2 separate regions of the Danio rerio genome follow, and region 2 is linked to region 1. The links are chromatin contacts, called in public Micro-C maps. All regions are on one chromosome and are shown on one strand. The core of a region is the stretch at or near the end of the contact, and the rest is flanking DNA. Distances in the headings are between cores, read along the strand shown. Region 1 holds the start of otud7b (OTU deubiquitinase 7B). Region 2 overlaps otud7b (OTU deubiquitinase 7B).

Region 1 (6,213 bases), core at 1,048-3,547:
CTCATCGGATCATTAGTTGCAACGGCTTTGTTTGTCCAGAGATGTCCATTTTAGAATTTTGCTTTTATAATAAATTTTAAAGCTCATTCTGTCTGCATTGTTTACATGTCATATTAAGTATTGATTATTCAAAACTTTCATATCTAAGAAATCTAATCATGTTCCATTAAAAATATACTCTTGAACTGGTTAATTTGCATTATGATAATATCTTGGGCATACTGTATAAATTGGAGAGTTTAAATGTTGTACATTAGAAGTATTTTGTCTATGATATTATCCTAATTGTTGTCTTTAATAATAAGCAAGCTGATATTGCAGATTGTCACTACAACAAACTTATTTATTTTGTTTTCTTATGATGTTTCTCATCATTTGCTGTGACTCATAACTATTGAAGTTGTATTTCTAGGTTTTTTTCAAGCATAAAATGTTTAGTTTGGCTGTTTTAAGACTCATGAGACCGTTCTAAAACCAGGCAACCCTTTTCATACATAGTTTAAAACATTCACTTTATTTTCATGATTTTTGTATGTTGTTTATCTGTACATTTATTACAGTTGTGGTATTTTATTTGAAGCTGTCAGTGTTAAACATACATTCAATAAAGTTAACTTAATGAAACTTAATTTATTTTTATTTTTTTCCCCATAGGGCTATGCATTGGTGGAGTACGAGACCTACAAAGAAGCACAGGCTGCAATGGAGGGTCTGAATGGTCAAGAACTTATGGGACAACCAATCAGTGTTGACTGGTGCTTTGTAAGGGGACCCCCGAAGAGCAAGAGGAGGTGAGTCAGTTTCTTATCTTGTTAAACTGGATTTATATACTCAGGCCTTTTCACTCGCAAACTTCATTTGTACTGGAGATTTGTCTTCTATTGGATTTGGTAATGATACAGGCCGTAATACAACATGACTGATGGACTGTTGTGTTTTCCTCTAGGGGTGGAAGGAGGCGCAGCAGGAGTCCTGACAGACGGCGACGCTGATTTTACCCCTGTTTGCCTCCGGTGTCTGTTTCCCAGCCGCTGTGGGATCATTTTTCAACACAGTTTGGAGTCAGATTGAAGTGTATCTCTTTAAATAAAGGTTTTAGTGGGTTTTTTCCTCGTAATTGTTAGTTTTTCAGCATCTGCCTGGTGGCATTTTGTTAATGAAGTTGCTGACACGTACATGTTAAACCTGTTGGTATTTTCAACACCATTTTATTTACTTTTTTTTTGTACAAAGTGGAAGTTCACTTTAAAATGTATGTGGATTGACATGTATTCACTCATTGAAACTCGTTGTTGTGAGTAGTGATCTGTATATTTCCAATAAATTAATTTGGATTAAAATCTGTTGCTGTCCTGCTTTTCATTTTAGCACCTTTTTAAAATAGGTTATACTTACAGTTTACTCAAATATATGCAGTAATTAACTAGTATAAGAATGAATAGCTTGAATCGACAAACTGTATGTGTAAAATGAAGTTTCTTCTGAGGTGTTTTCTACTTTGGTCCAATTTTTAGCAGGAAATTAAAAATATATTTTTTTCTTGAGTTCAAAATGTTGTCTATCATCATATGCTCTTTGCCTTTTCTGAACTAAATATTAAATAATCTTATCGTTCCAAAGTATGATTTAACAGATTAGGAATTTTTATATAATTATTAATGTTGGTAGCTGATTATGTGTTCATTACTTAAAATTGAGTGTTGTATTGTTTAAAAATTGATGAAATTATTTATTACTAGAACTTTTATTCAGTAAACAATGCCACATCTCTGTTAGGAAATTTTTAGACCACTTGTTTTCCACAGAAATGATTGCTTATCTCATAGCAAAAATAACCCATGAGGTCATGCTGGGGGAGCATGTGGAATTAACCAGACAATATAATGATGACGTTTTTCCAGCATCAGCAAATCACATCGTGACTAAGCCGGTCCCCTTAAATAAAATTGGTGCTTATTGCTTTGTCACTGTCACTCGGGTCCGATTTTCTTTCATAGGCTCCTCTAACCGATGCCCATCATGTGCAATGTGGCTAACCAACCAGCGTGGAATACTGAGATCCCACTCTCTCCTCACATTTGCCATTTACAGCCTGAAGGCGGAGCTAATGAGGAAACTCCAACTGTCATTGGCTCACGTCTATGCCTGTCAACCTCAACTCGCTCGATGATTGGCCGACACGGCTAGTTGAGTTTCCTTAGATGGGCGGATTTGTATCGCCTTGACGTTGTTGTTGTGGGAGTAAGAATGTACTTAGTCGTCAAGTCTTTATAAGACAAAAAGCAAGACGTTTCTTTGATATTTACATAACACAACAATAGCACACAACCCAAGAGGAAGTATTTTCTGCGAGCGAACAGCCAAGAGTGGGAGGAAATGAGAGAGAAATTCCGCGAGGCCGCTCGAGGTAAGCGCGCAACTGCATTAGCTTTAGCTCCGCGAGCCCGAAAAACCCTCACGAGCGTTTTGTAACGGAACCGGGTCGATTTTCTCCAGCCCCTGAGTGTCTGTGATGAAAGCAAAGTGTCTGTTATTTCCTCTACATCAATAGTTTGGCTCCGGTTTATACGTTATGTTTTGAAAAACTGTGTGAAAGTAGAGCGTTAATAAAGGAAAGTTGGCCGTTAGGTCATGTTTTAGGCTGGACACTCCGAGGGGACCACGACTGACCCTTCTTTAACTGATGAAACTAGATAAACTAGCTGTGTACAGACCATAAAAGTTTGTTACAAGTCTCATCAGTCGCTCTAAATTGTGCACGAGAACATTTGGTAACAGTAATTGAGCTAACGCAGTATTTGTACCTCAGCAACTTTGGGAGACACTCATACTGTCTGCTAGCCGAGCTGCTAACTAACTGGTCAAGCAATGACAGTTTTCGAGATGGACGAAGTGTGCAGTTTTAAATGTTGAGAGAATAAGAACTTAATTGTGTTTAAATGGCTATCAAATGCTAGCATGTCTCTCCTTTCTTCCACTTGACCCTTCATGCCTCACTGGTATTTTGTTGTCATGTCTGTGTGTTCTGTATTGTACGCGGACCAGTCAATCATATTTGATTAGCATCTGTTTTATAGTTTGTAACGTTATATTGAATACAGCGTGTGTTCCATACGTTTCCACTGTGTGTAAGTGACTGAGGTAAAGTTGGTTTTATATTCACACATTAGCTCATTTAACTGTCTCTGTATTGTTTACCACGCTAATTTGAATATTCATGCAGAATTAGCATGGAAGTATAATTTCAAATCAACATTATCACTTTCTAATTGACCAAACAATGTTTTACTTTGATGGTCATCAGCTGCTAATATGATTTCAGTATTTAGAATTTACAAAGAATACATTTTTGAAATGATATTCTTAAGGAGAATGTCTGAATATCCGAATATAAATCCAACTTTTGCTGTATTTGTAAGTGTATTATTTATCTGCCTGTCATCATTGAGCTAAATATCATACACTTCCAAAATGTATTGATTAGGAAAAAGCATCTATCTCTCTGTACCGTAATTGAATATGTTGGGCAGTTTTAGCTGGACGAATGAAAATATATGTTTATACACTGTAATATTTACTAATTAAACAATTTGATCTATGATATTACTATTATTTGAAGATCAAGAACATTTTGAGGAATGTAAACAGTAACTGACCTAATACCTGTATTACATTTTTAACTTCCAAAGCTTCCAAGAATCCAAAAATATCCACATATTGATAATGCTGTGATAGCTGCTTTAATATTAAGGTTTGATTAAATTGCCTCTTGTTACAGTTATAGAATAGTTTAATAATATGATAGTAGTAATAATATGATTTTAAGATTAATGGTAGTAATAATATGATTTCAGTATGTAGAATTTGCTAATTTGCTAAGCTTTTCTGAAATTATATTAAGGAGAATGCCTGAATATCTGAATATAAATCCAACTTTGCCTCTATGTGTAAGTGTATTGTTTATCTGCCTGTTATTGTTGAGGTTAATATCATACACTTTCAACATATATTACAAATATATTTATTAGGAAGAATAATCTGTCTCTTTGTACTATAATTAGATTTGTTGTGTAGTTTTAGCTCGATGAATGAATATATTCTATGTTGAAGGTGTACTTGCACAGTAATATTTATTAATTAAACAGATTTGCTTTATGATATTACTATTATTTGATTATATAGACCATTTTCAGGGATGTAAACGATAACAATGGTCCTAGACTATTTCCTGTATTACATTTTTAATTTCCAAAGCTTCCAAAAATAAAACAAAAAAATCCACAAATTGATGATGTTATGATAGCTCTTTTAATATTAAGATTTGATTAAATTGCCTCTTGTTACAGTTACGGAATAGTTTAATAATATGATACTAGTAATAATATGATTTTAAGATTAATGGTAGTAATAATATGATTTCAGTATTTAGAATTTGCTAAGAATGCTTTTCTGAAATTATATTAAAGAGAATGTCTGAATATCTGAATATAAATCCAACTTTTCCTCTATGTGTAAGTGTATTGTTTATGCCTGCTATTATTAAGCTGAATATCATACAATTCCAAAATATAAAACATATATATTCATTAGGAAGAAGAAGAATCTATCTCTCTGTATCATAATTAGATTTGTTGTGCAGTTTTAGCTGGACAAATGATAATATATTATGTTGAAGGTGTTTATACACAGTAATATTTACTAATTACCATATTTGCTCTATGATATTACTATTGTTTAAAGATATAGACCATTTTGAGGGATGTAAACAATAACAGTGGTCCTAACCTATTTGCTCTATTACATTTTTAACTTCCAAATCTTCTAAGAATCCAAAAATATCCTCATATTGATAAATAATGTTATAATAGCTCTTTTAATATAAAAATATGATTAATGTGCCTCTTGTTACAGTTACAAAATAGTTAAACAACAAGAAGGAAATGTTCATAGGCCAGTGACAATGCCACATTAAAAAGTTCTATACAAGTGTATTAAGATAAATTATTTGTAAACAAATATAAAGGAACAGCACTGTTAAGAAATTTGCATCATCAGCCATCTAGCAACTTTAGTTTTAATTGACATAGAAGGGGTTGGGTTGTTACATCACATGTCGTGCAGTTGACTGATAAAATATTCAAATAAGCATGCCTTTCTTTGTTAGAGTGTTTAAACCAACAGTTGATGAACCACAGGGCCTGGGCATCAAATGAGAGTAAAGAAAAAAACACAAAAGTCACAATTATATACATTAATGGGTGTCATTTTGTAAAATGTAAAATCGATTAACTTAATTGTTTTTTACAAACTTAAGTGTATTGAACATAAAAGTTGTTCCCCAAAAAAACTTGAGATTTGTGAAACAAATAGTTTGGACTAGCAGTAAAATTGACTTTTTTAACTGTAGTTTACATAAATGAAATTTAGTGCATGTTTTAAGGTAGTATTTGATAGCGATAAGCGATCAAAATAGCATTATGTATTGTTTCAATTATGGACATATTTTTAATGGACAGAATATGAAGGGCGAGACTTTGTTTATTATCCAAAGTAACTATACATGTCTTTTTCTACCAATTATTGGACAGGAGGGGCACAGTATTATGCTTAGTAGTCACACCTAAACTCATAAATCAGACAAAATTATTGTCTATGTAATTTAAGAATTATTAGGGGTTCAAGCGCGAAGAGCTGAAATTCTGTTGTTTTTGTTAAGATTATTATTATTTATTTATTTTTTTTTTGGCAGAGTTTTATCGTCAGACCAAACCGTAAGGCCTAGAGAACTGAAATTTGTTCAGATGGTAGTGCTCCGGCACACTACATCCTCACCAAAAATCAGCTAAACAGCCCATAAGTGGTGCTATAGAGCCCATAACGCTAATATTAGTGCTAATAACTCCTAGTTGTAGACTCTAAAACAATACATATTAGAAATCCTTGGCTCAAAGTAATGGCTGGCTTACACTGAGATTTTTTATGATCTTAAATGATTGTAGCATGTTGGACTGGAAGAAACATGGCTCCCATGTCACACTGTAAGACAGGGGTCACCAATCTTGTTCCTGGAGGGCCAGTGTCCTGCAGATTTTAGCTCCAACCCTAATCAAACACACCTGAACAAGCTAATCAAGGTCTTAATAAATATACTTGAAACCTCCAGGCAGGTGTGTTGAGGCAAGTTGGAGTTAAACCCTGCAGGCACACCGGCCC
Region 2 (6,213 bases), core at 1,456-3,955, 46 kb after region 1:
GTTTGTAATGTAAAGGGCAGCACAGATGTCTTGATATCTCAGGCTGTTGATGTTGCCATCCACTGCATATCTCTCGCACGCCTCATATTGAATGTAACCCCAAACCATAGTTTTTCCTTCACCAAACTTGACTGATTTCTTAGAGAATATTGGGTCCATGCCCCTTTCAATAGGTCCTCTGCTGTATTTGTGATGATTGTAATGCAGTTCAACATGATTCATCAGAAAAACCTTCTGCCACTTTTCAAATGATCAACTAGAAGTCAAGTTATCATTTGTTGCTCTTACAACTTGAATTGAAGACAAGACTTTTGTCAGGTAGTGTAATTTCAACACTTTACAATAAGGTTGTATTAGTTAATGTTAGTTAATGCTTTTATTAACAGGAACAAACAATGAACAATGCATTTATTACAGTATTTGTTCTTGTTGGTTAATGTTAATTAATATAAATACAGTTGTTGATTGTTAGTTCATGTTAACTCACGGTGCATTAACTAATGTTAAAAAGCATGACTTTGGATGTTTATAATGCTTTATTAAAAGTTGATCTTTGATTAATAAATTAGTTATTAGTTCATTATTAGTTCATGTTAGCAAATTCTTTATAATAAGGTTTCATTGGTAATGTGTGACCCAAAATGGTTTGTAGCATGAGTTTGCCTTCTGAAGTATGCCTAACAATATGGTTCAAGAGATCTGTAATGTTTTAGTTGCACAAACATCAACATTTCACAGCTTTTTTGTGTTGTTGTTTTTGTGCTTGTCGCTTTCTGTGCTCCAGTTACTGTTGCGCCTTTCTTCTCTCCTTGTTTAATTAACTGATCAATTGGAAATTAATTAGTTTGAAAGCCTCTGCTCATGCATAAAATAGACAGCATTAGTGAGATACTAACAGATGTCAACAGACAACAGTTTTAACTTGCATTTTTTGAATAAGCAAGAATATGTGCACTCACCGGCCACTTTATTAGGTACACCTTAGTAGTACCTGGTTGGACCCCCGTTTGCCTTAAGATCTGCTTTAATCCTTCATGGCATAAATTCAACAAGGTACTGGAGATTTTGGTCCTTATTGACATGATGGCATCACATAGTTGCTGCTGATTTGTCGCCTGCACATCCATGATGCGAATCTCACGTTCCACCTCATTTCAAAATTGCTCTATTGGATTGAGTTCTGGTGACTGTGGAGGCCATTTAAGTACAGTGAACTCATTGTCATGCTTTAAGAAACCAGTCTGAGATAATTCACGCTTTATGACATGGCGCGTTATTCTGCTGGAAGTAGCCCTCAAAAGATGGGTACACTGTGGTCATAAAGCGATGGACATGGTCAGCAACAATACTCCGGTAGGCTGTGGCGTTGACACGATGCTCAATTGGTACTAATGGGCCCAAAGTGTGCCAAGAGAATATCCTCCACACCATTACACCACCACCAGCAGCCTGAACCATTGATAGAAGGCAGGTTGAATTCATACTTTTATGTTCTTGATGCTAAATTCTGACCCTACCATCCGTATGTCGCAGCAGAAATCGAGACTCATCAGACCAGGCAACTTTTTTCCAAACTTCCAATCTTCTATTGTCCAATTTTGGTGACCTGAGTGAATTGTAGTCGAATTAGCTGACAGGAGTGGCACCCGGTGTGGTCTTCTGCTGCTGTAGCCCATCCACCTTAAGGTTGAATGTGTTGTACATTCAGAGATGCTTTTCTGCATACCTCATTTGTATCGGGTGGTTATTTGAGTTACTGTTGAATTTCTATCAGCTGGAACCAGTCTGGCCATTCTCCTCTGACTTCTGGCATCAATAAGGCATTTGAGCCCACAGAACTGCCGCTCACTAGATATTTTCTCTTTTTCAAACCATTATCTGTAAACACTAGAGATTATTGTGCGTGAAAATCCCAGTAGATCAGCAGTTTCTTAAATACTTAGACCAGCCCGTCTGCCACCAACAACCATCCTACATTCAAAGTCACTTAAATCACCTTTTTTCCCCATTCTGATGCTCTGTTTGAACTGCAGCAGATCGTCTTGACCATGTCTACATGCCTAAATGCATTGAGTTCTATTGAGTTTCTGCCATATGATTGGCTGATTAGAAATTTGTATTAACAAGCATTTACTCCATTGTTTCACCCTTCAGTTGTTACCGACTTATTTGAGTTTCTTTCCTCTGTTGATTCAAAGGAAGATATTTTAAAGAATGCTGAAAACCTGACTTCCATAGAAGGAAAAACAAATACTATGGAAGTCAATGGTCACAGGTTTTTATTGTGTTCATCAGAAGAAAAAAACTTAAACAGATTTGAAGCAAGTGAGCAAATGATGACAGAATTTTCAGTTTGGGGTGAACCATCCCTTTAAGTGTGAAGTGAAATGTCCTGGAGGGTTTTAAAGCACAAATTGGTAGCTTTCATTTTTACTGTAGCACATGCGCTAGAATGTTTTGCTATTTTTTGCACGGTAATATAAACTTGGGATGAGATTAAATTATTTTCTCTGGTATTTAGTAGACGTCAAAGATGCCATCCATAGATTTTCACTTGTTTTAAACCAAGAACATTCCTGTAATTGCTGTGTTGTGCTTGTAGCTGTGCTCAGAAAAAAAATGTTTTCAAAGTATTCTGATTATTTTGACCATGAAGCGCCAAATGACTCAGCTCTGACTTATTTAGAGCAGAGTTAAGTAATGTCTGAGCATAATGACGGCATTAGCCCTGTGGAGCCCGCTGGGACTGTGCCCTGTTGGCCAACACTCAAGATTAGCAACTTTCGTTCTTTAATGCAGATTATCCTAAATGCTTGCTATGAATGGAACACAGAAAAGCTCTTACAGTTGAGGGTTGTAGTTCCCTCTCATTCAGTTTTCACATTTGTTATCCTGTTGTAGATTTGACCTAAATATCTCATCTCAAATCTTGTCTTTTGCCAATGTTATGTACTTTTCATAAATGTTCCTGAATTCTTTGCTGTTGTGAGTCATTTTAGGTTCTGCATTTGCAGTGAGTTGAATTGCTCTGATCTGCCTGTTGTTTGGTTTCAGTGTAACCTTATCTCTGGAGGCCAAGCTCCATCTGCTGCATTGCTACATGACTGTCACCTGGCTTCCTCTGCCCTGTGAGGTACAGGTGAGCTTCTTGCTTTGTTTGACATGCTAACAAGAATTGAACTGGTTTATTGTGAAATTATTGTGAAATGTCAACGTGAAATCTTTTGTAAACAATTTACTCTGACAGTTTAAAAAGTACACTGCGTGCCCTATGGATACTATAAATATATAGTGCATCCGGAAAGTATTCATAGCGCTTCACTTTTTCCACATTTTTTTTCTTTTTTTGTTACAATGTTAGTTTTTGTTGATTAAATTCATTTTATTTCCTCAACATTCTAATACCTATTATGACAATGTGAAAAAGTTTTTAAAAATTGTTGGTCAAAATATCAATGGGGTGGCTTTACAGCAACTCGGGGAATGTCTTTGAGTGGCACAGCCAGAGCCCAGATCTAAATCCCATTGAACATCTCTGGAGAGATCTGAAAATGGCTGTGCACCGTCGCTTCCCATTCAACCTGATAGAGCTTGAGAGGTACTGCAAAGAGGAATGAGCAAAAATTCCCAAAGACAGGTGTGCCAAGCTTGTGGCCTCATATTCAAAAAGACTTGATGCTGTACTTGCTGCCAAAGGTGCATCAACAAAGTATTGAGCAAAGGCTGTGAATACTTATGCACATGTGATTTTTCATGTTTTTTATTTTTAATAAGTTTGTTATAATTAAAAAAAATAAGAATTTTTATAACTTGTGCATTGTACATGAGTACTCTCAGATATTGGTGTGTATGTATTTTTTTTTTTATTATACTATGAAACTATTGTACTATATTGTACCAATATTATAACTGACTATTATTATGATCCTGAACTAGAATTATTCACTTTTAAATGATTTGTTTTAAATAGTAATCAAATATCAAAATGCAAATAATATTATTTCAGAAAAAAATGATACATTTGAGCAATTGTATGCATCAAATCGGAGTTTGCATGTTCTCCTTGTGTACGTGTGGGTTTTCTCTGGGTGCTCCGGTTTCCCCCACAAGTCCAAAGACATGTTGTACAAGTGAATTGAGTAGACTAAATTGTCCATAGTGTATGTGTGTGAATGAGTGAGTATGGATGTTTCCCTGTGATGGGTTGCGGCTGGAAGGGCATCCGCTGCATAAAACGTGCTGGATAAGTTGGCGGTTCATTCCGCTGTGGCTAACCCAGATTATTAAACAGACTAAGCCGAAAAAAAAAAAAAAATATGAGTATGCGTCAAATCTTTTTAAAATTAATTTATTTAATTTATGTTTTAGAAGAATCATCTTGTCTCCTTGAAAAATGATACAAATTTATCTCAATCTTAAGTCATTTTTATATTGTATTATCGCAGTATCATCTATAACGGGCATGACCAAACTCGAGCATTGTCCCAAATGGCACACTATGCACTTATGCACTATGTACTTATCAGAGCTGTGCATTGTCCTAAATGGCACACTATGCACTATGTACTTATCAGAGCTGTGCACAGGGGGGTGGCCCGGTGGCTAGAGCCACTGCCCCTCTGCCCTCATTGGCTGAGGTGCCCCTTCCCGCTCTTCACTATGCGATTGTGTTGAGCACCTGCCCCTGTAAAGGTCTGTGCACGGGCCTGGTACTTATGCACTTACACACTCAACAGTATTTTATTTGAATGTAGTGTCGTCACAAATGGAACTCTAATGTTTTTTTTGTTTTTTTTACTAAGCAGAAATTAAAACCGTTTCCCTGATGATGTTTTTACGGTCGCCAAATTTGAAAAGTGAAATGAATGATCACTCTCATAGGGGAATTTTGATTTCACAATCCAAAATAAATAATGAAATCCCATATAAGAGCCTGAAAGCTCTGCCCCTTCCACTACGTGAGCAAAGTTGCGGTTGTTGAGTGCGTGAAGTGTCCAACATTCCACACATTTTACTGGTTGAATAAGTCCATCATCCGGGTATTTAAAGTGCACTTGTTCTTTTTAGAGTTTTCAGTGTTCATCTGTGAATGAACGTCGCCTCGTGGTTCCATCCCAAAGAGGGAAGAAATCACTTTCGCTCACGCTCACGCTCAATCTGCCCAGTTGGTGGAATGAACTCCCTAACTGCATCAGAACAGCAGAGTCACTCGCTACTTTCAAGAAACGACTAAAAACTCAACTATTTAGTCTCCACTTCACTTCCTAATCTGCAATTGCCTCTCTGAATAGCACACTAACTGTACCCAAAAAAAAAAAAAAATTACTAATATTACCAATACTTCCCTTCTTAGACTTTACAGACCTGAAACTTGCCTATAGCACTTATTCATTGTTGCTCTTAATTGTGTAAATTGCTTCCTTGTCCTCATTTGTAAGTCGCTTTGGATAAAAGCGTCTGCTAAATGACTAAATGTAAAATGTAAATGTGAACGCACTACTTGCACCATGGGCGTAGAATAGTGCATAAATATGCGATTTGGAACACTACTTCGGTCTAGAAGGGCCAATGTCCTGCATATTTTAGTTTCAATCCCAATTAAACACACCCGAACCAGATAATAAAGATCTTTCTAGGTATACTAGAAACTTCCAAGCAGGTGTGTTGAAGGATCTTGGAGCTAAACTATGCAGGACACCGGCCCTCCAGGACCGAGTTTGGACACTCTTGATCTAGAACTTGTCTGACAGGTCTTTTTTGTTGTTTAAATTCACAGCAGGCTCCACTGGCACAGCCAGAGTCACCAACAGCATCTGCAGGAGAGGATGCCCGCACCCCACCAGACTCTGGAGAGTCTGATAAGGAGTCCGTTAGTAGCAGTTCCAATGGCAACGGTGACAGCAGTACTACTGGAACCAGTGGGACAACAGGCAAAACCAGTGGTGGATCTTCCAGTTCCTCAAGCTCATCCAGCAACAGTTCAGGAGGAACCACCGGCACAATAGGAAAGGAGAAGGGGAAGAAAGATAAAGAAAAGGATAAGGACAAAGACAAGAAGCGTGCAGACTCTGTTGCCAACAAACTGGGAAGCTTTGGCAAGAGTCTGGGCAGTAAGCTGAAGAAGAATGTGGGAGGCCTAATGCCAGGGAAGAATGCAAGTGGAACTGGAGGCAAACAAGAGGGTCAGGAGAAGAAGAAAGGCTCTCTGAGAGG

Evidence for each region. Hi-C and Micro-C count contacts between places; a contact is called where the count stands out from the background.
Region 2: a Micro-C map of caudal fin shows a contact between it and region 1, with 8 times the contacts expected there. The contact joins the enhancer-like site here to the promoter of otud7b in region 1. A contact is called at or near these places in 4 of 18 Hi-C or Micro-C datasets (caudal fin, embryo, hematopoietic stem cells and 1 more) and 1 of 4 datasets of contacts at active chromatin or transcription factors (caudal fin).

What each region holds. Positions count from the first base shown.
Region 1 is chr16:50,397,773-50,403,985 of GRCz12tu, forward strand. otud7b (OTU deubiquitinase 7B) reads left to right here and starts at 2,298. Exons shown (of 12, transcript NM_001077744.1): 1 at 2,298-2,407. It overlaps rbm8a (RNA binding motif protein 8A), which reads left to right. Exons shown (of 6, transcript NM_001013345.1): 5 at 655-791; 6 at 947-1,334. The coding sequence ends at 992.
Region 2 is chr16:50,443,761-50,449,973 of GRCz12tu, forward strand. otud7b (OTU deubiquitinase 7B) reads left to right here. Exons shown (of 12, transcript NM_001077744.1): 11 at 3,055-3,133; 12 at 5,777-6,213. Among named protein-coding and RNA genes, the nearest start is that of mtmr11, 23 kb to the right of the region's middle. Within about 2 kb of position 2,706, at least 3 of the 62 cell types and tissues checked have an H3K27ac peak or open chromatin away from gene starts, as enhancers often do. A contact at or near this core is called in caudal fin, where this site is marked.